2 separate regions of the Mus musculus genome follow, and region 1 is linked to region 2. A link is a contact called in public HiChIP or PLAC-seq data. All regions are on one chromosome and are shown on one strand. The core of a region is the stretch at or near the end of the contact, and the rest is flanking DNA. Distances in the headings are between cores, read along the strand shown.

Region 1 (2,700 bases), core at 48-2,547, 200 kb after region 2:
TAGTCAGAAAGGCTTTACAGAGTTAACAGCTGACACCAGGAAGTTCGCTCTGATTCGCCCAACAGGAAATGATCTTTCTCCCTCCTACAAATAACCCACTGTATTCATGGCCTGGCCAGGCCCTGCCTGAGACAACTCCACTCCCTCCTCCCTCCACACCCAGCTTAGCCAGCTCACTGATTTCCCCAGAAGGCTTTGCACATGCTCGACATGAGGATGGATCAATGGAGAAGTACAATCACTCGGGTTCCCGAGAAAGCATGTTTGTTTAAGAACCCCTGTCTTTCTTTGAGTTCAGACAAAACACCACGAGCTCACCACTCCCAGAGATATGCTGTGGGAATGATTAAAGGCTTTGGCTGTCAGAGGTCGCATCAATCAGATGGCCATCCAAGTGTCCTCTGCTTGGGAATAGAAGAGCCATCAGGCAGGGGAGGATAAAGAAGGAACTGGGGCCAAAATTAGGTGGAAACAGCAGAGAGATAAAGAGACAGAGAGACAGAGACATACAGAGACAGAGAGGAAGAGGGAGAGAGGGAGGGAGGAAGGGAGGGAGAGGGATGGGGAGAGAGAGAGAAGAAGAAGAGAGAAAGGGGGACCCAAAGAATCACTGGAGAACTAACTGAGAAAATATGATTCCTAATGGGACAGAAGGAAAAACTAGCACAGTAAAGAAAAGGAGGGGAGGGGAAAGTTGGGGTCAAACACAAATCAAGATTGTCAGAAACAAGACCGCAGTGCTGAATGCTGGCCAGATAGAGTGGGTACGAGAAATAGGGGGATAAATCAGGGGTGGGCAGATGGCTCAGTACTCGAAGTGCTTGCTGTGCAAGAACGAAGTCCTGAGTTTGAATCCCCCTACATTCACATGAAAATCTGGGCTCAGCAACATGTACCTGTAAGCCTAGGGCTGAGGAGCAGAGACAGGTAAATCTTAGGGGGACAATGACATCAGTCTAGCCAAGATGGCGAGTTCCAGGGTTAGTGAGAGAGCCTGTCTCAAAAACTAAAGTGAAGAGTGATAGAAGAAGACAGCAAACATTGACCTTTGGCTTCCACAGGAGCCTGTGTGTGTGTGTGTGTGTGTGTGTGTGTGTGTGTGTGTGTGTGTGTGTGTGTGTGTGTGCGCTAGAGAGGAAAAGGGGCAGGGAGAGGGAGAGACAGCAAGCGAGAAAGCGCAAGGAGACAGGGATAGAAGGTGAGAGAAAAAGTAAGAGGAGACAGGGTGTGTCCAGGGCTCAGGAACCAGCTCAGCCCCTGCTGCCTGGGCCTCTCTGTTCTGCCAGTCGCTCTGCCTAGAAGGCCCTTCCCCGGCCCTCTGAGTCACTGGCTTTTTCTCCTCATCCCCCTCTGCTTTGTGAACTGAGACATCTCAGAAAGTCACTGCTTATGGCTACTCCCGTGGAACGAAGATCTGCCCCATTCGTGCCTGCCCATTGTCCTGGGTCTGAAAAGAACGCCCAGCCGATCGCTATTACAGAGCTGAGGACAATGTTCTTTTTCTCGACATTGGCTTAAGGCCCCCATGGTTCTGTCCCACTGCCAGCGCCTAAAACACAGTCGGGCAGAGAAAAGGGGTGGTGCGAAAAACTGAGGACTAGGTGAATAAATGAATGAATAAACGGCAATGGAGCTGAAATCCTAACAGACAAATTCTTGGTGACTCATGTTCTCCAAGCTGTAGCAGTGGGATTCTGAGGCTGGGTCGGGTGTCAAAAGACTCTACGCCTGTTCACAGTGGCCAGCCAGGCAGACACAGGGATACCTGTACTTGGAGCTGGAGTGAAGGCAGAGAGCAGGGACCTCCTCTGAAGGTCGGGCTTCCGCCACACCCACAGGAGTTCTGAGAAAGAGACTGGAAAGCAGAGCTCTTTCTGCTTCGCTTTAAGGGGCCCCCTGAAGAGAAGTCGTTCTATCTACAGCTTCATCTTCTCCCAAGTTGAAAAAGATCATGTGGGCCAAAGTGCTTGATTCCCCCGTGCAGTCAAATTTCTGAACTTAACAGGGCTCCCGTGAGCCCCATTAGGCCTAATGCAACTGCTTCCCTCAGGTGCAGGGCTCTTTGCCTTTGCTCAAAGTACTCTCAGGAACAGCTGAGAGGACCAGCCCCTGCTGACCAACACTGCAGAACACTCGTGGGGAACCTTGCACTCAAGACCAGAGAGCACTCTGGCCTCCAGAAAATCCCCCGTGCAAGTCTTTCAGCTTCCTGCAGTCAGACAAGAAGCAATTACATGCCCTTGTATCTTGAGGCCAGCGTGGAAGCTGTGTTTGGGGAATTGCTGTTGAGCCCTGGCTTTGGGGCTCGGGCTCGCAAAATCTGAACAGCAGGATAGCCAAGACTCTAGGTATGAAGTCTCGGAGTTGGAGGCCACTCCAGGTCACATGTAGAATGACCTGGTGATTCAGCCCAAATAGCATCATAAGCAACCCAACAGTGCCCACCTCCTACAACTGACCCTTCTGCTTTGCCTTTGAACTTCTATGTTTCTATTCACATAAATTTGACATTCTTGCACCCATAAAGTAAACTCCAGTTCTTAGTCTGTTTCCAAGGTAACCTATAAAAACAGACACCACTCATGATGACACTGCGGTTTGATTTGCCATGCCCCTGTAAACGGTTCTCCCAAGGACTATCCAGGTTCTTGTCACTCTGGGGACTGATGTGGCTAACTCCTGTCTGTTCTGCTTTCAGCG
Region 2 (2,700 bases), core at 27-2,526:
TGAATATCCCTCAGCCCAAGCTCCAGATCTACTTCTTCTCCTGACTTCCTACTTTCTGTTCAGCGGGGCTGATTTTCTGACTCTCTGCTAGGGGCTCTGGTCAGTGGCATGTAAGGCCTTTCCTGCTCAGGACCTTGACTCGGGAGCTCTCCTAAGGGCCCTTGGGTTCTCGATGGAGGTAGCTTGGCAGGTGTGACAACTTGGAGGTACAGCAATTTCAGGAAGGGGAAAATTAACTAAGTGGTTGTACATCAGAAGGCAAGTGGCCATTCATCAATAAAAAGGCATTAGTTACTTGGCCTTTCGAGATAAACGAGCTACCAGTACCTCAGAAGACGAAGAAAAAAAATAACCTCTGAGTCCAAACGGGCTCTTCCATCATTCAGCTTTGCCCTTCTACCTGGAGATTTTTCATTGGCCTCTGCTGCTTTTATTGCCTCAACTCTCAACTTATTTTCCTGTGACGGAGGGTGAAGACTTAAAGGTTTCATGGCCATGTGTCTAGCACTTTACTCCCTCCTGAGAGACCCCATAGTTCAAGGATCTCTGGAGCTTTCAAATTCCTAGCTCTCTTTTGCTTTCCAAGTAGGGCCTGTTCTGCTTGGTTCAATCCAGTTCTTTCTAGTCCGGCTCAGTGTGAGAGATTCATATAGGCTCAGAACCCTCAAGGCAAAGTTCTCAGCACAAGAGATTTACTTACCCCAGAGGGACAGAAGGCAGGGAATGAAAGACAAAGACAGAAAATAGAGGACCAGGGAGGGGGGAAGAGAACAAGGAAGAGGAAAGAGTGGGGGGTAATGGAGAGGGCTATGGGGTATTTGTCTGAGAGTGGGACAAAGGTCTGCCTCAGAGGAGACAGTTGTGGCTTGTAGGAAAATGGTGGTTTGTAAAGATAAAGGGGGGAGCCCTGTGCTAGGATGAGGTGTTTAATTTTGACTGGGAATGTTAATTAGGTGAGCCAAAGGGGGCTTTTGATTGTTAAACTTCAATACTTTGATAGCTGGACCTTGGTAGTCAGCCTCAGGGGGAGGAAGTGGCCAAATAAAGGAATAGATCTTAGTGGCTAGTTTTAGGAATGGAGACTAACGGTTTTTAGCAAGGCAGAGAGAATGGGGGAGCAGGGCAAGACCTGCCTGAGCAGTGGCCACCAGGATCAAGATGGCCAGAGTCTCTTCCCTCTGGCCTCTGCAGAAACTTCCTCTTTCCAGAGCCAGTCCCTAGTCCTGCTTCTCTTGGACTCTTCTCCGGAGTCCCATGATGTCTGCTCCAGCTGTTTATAATTACCTCCTGCAGGCTGCTTGGGGAGAGTGACTCAGCACTCTGTCCTGTTTTCATTGTTGGGTGGGTTTTGAATTTGTTTCTACCTAAAAGAAGCAGATATTTCTCTAGTGTAGTCTATGCACTATCCCAGCCAAACACGACGCTTCCTCATATACAGGGTGTGTCTGCTGGTTTCCAGTCACACTATAGGTCAGATTTTTGTTGTTCTTGTTCATTGATGTGTCTTGTTTTGTTTTCGAGACAAGTTCTCATTATGCAGCCTTTTCTGGCATAGACCTAGTTATGTAGACCTGGTTGGCCTCATAGAGGCCCACTTGTCTCAGCTTCGGAGTGTTGGGATTAAAGGTATGTGGCACCACGCCTGGCTATAGGTTAGAATTTGAAGTCAGAAGTCAGAAGTCAATGGACTTGCAGTCTGATCTATGTTAGCCACTTGACTTCACTGAGCCTCAGCTGTCTCTTCTGTAAACGGGGGCCAGGCCATGTGCTTCGTAGTTGTTACAGAGATAAAGATAGGAGATCATACTTTCAAATCCTTGAAAATCAAGGTCATTTCTAAGTGTTAACCTCTAATCCCCCTTTCAGCTTCTTCATCTTTTTGGTACTAGGTTACTTTTCTTTGCTCCAGTGTTAGCTCTCAGCCCATCCTCTTCACTCTCAGCTTCCATCTGAATTTCATCCCTGGGGATTCTGTATAGCCAATCCCCTTTCTTCCTAGTATACCATGTCTGCTCCTGCTGCGAACATATCCCATCTCAAAACAGGGAAATATTAACATTATTGTGGGTGTGCCTGTGTGTGTGTGGGCAGGGGTGGGAATGGGTCATTGCTATTCTTTCTTTTTTTTCTTAGATATTTTCTTCATTTACATTTCAAATGCTATCCCCTTTCCTAGTTTCCTCTCCAAATATCCCCTAGACCCTCCCCCCTTCTCCCTACTCCCCAGCCTACCCACTCTCACTTCCTGGCCCTGGCATTACCCTATACTGAGGCATAGAATCTTTGCAAGACCAAGGGCCTCTCCTCCCATTGATGGCCGACTAGGCCATCCTCTGCTACATATGCAGCTAGAGACATGAGTCCCACCATGTGTTTTCTTTGATTGGTGGTTTAGTCCCAAAGAGCTGGGGTATTCTTTCAATGTAATACTTGATAAGTTAAAGAAGAAGAAGAAGAAGAAGAAGAAGAAGAAGAAGAAGAAGAAGAAGAAGAAGAAGAAGAAGAAGAAGAAGAAGAAGAAGAAGAAGAAGAAGAAGAAATAAAAAAGGTCAGGGAGCTGCAGAGATTAGCAATGATGGACACTTGCTGCTCTTGCAAAGGAAGAGTTCCAGGCCCACACATTTGATGGCTCTGGCCTCAGCACCCAGGCACCCCCATGTACATATACCCCTCAAAGCACAAACACAAAATTTTAAATTT

Evidence for each region. HiChIP or PLAC-seq counts read pairs in DNA pulled down with a chosen protein or histone mark.
Region 1: an H3K27ac HiChIP or PLAC-seq map of the NIH/3T3 cell line shows a contact between it and region 2, with 2.1 times the contacts expected there. The contact joins two enhancer-like sites. A contact is called at or near these places in 1 of 15 datasets of contacts at CTCF or cohesin (the NIH/3T3 cell line) and 1 of 115 datasets of contacts at active chromatin or transcription factors (the NIH/3T3 cell line).

What each region holds. Positions count from the first base shown.
Region 1 is chr2:160,220,679-160,223,378 of GRCm38.p6, forward strand. All of the region lies in intron 2 of Gm34805 (a long non-coding RNA gene), which reads right to left. Among named protein-coding and RNA genes, the nearest start is that of Gm34805, 28 kb to the right of the region's middle. Within about 2 kb of position 1,298, at least 42 of the 459 cell types and tissues checked have an H3K27ac peak or open chromatin away from gene starts, as enhancers often do. A contact at or near this core is called in the NIH/3T3 cell line, where this site is marked.
Region 2 is chr2:160,020,460-160,023,159 of GRCm38.p6, forward strand. The region is part of intron 1 of 9130015L21Rik (RIKEN cDNA 9130015L21 gene); the gene reads left to right. Among named protein-coding and RNA genes, the nearest start is that of 9130015L21Rik, 5.2 kb to the left of the region's middle. Within about 2 kb of position 1,277, at least 25 of the 459 cell types and tissues checked have an H3K27ac peak or open chromatin away from gene starts, as enhancers often do. A contact at or near this core is called in the NIH/3T3 cell line, where this site is marked.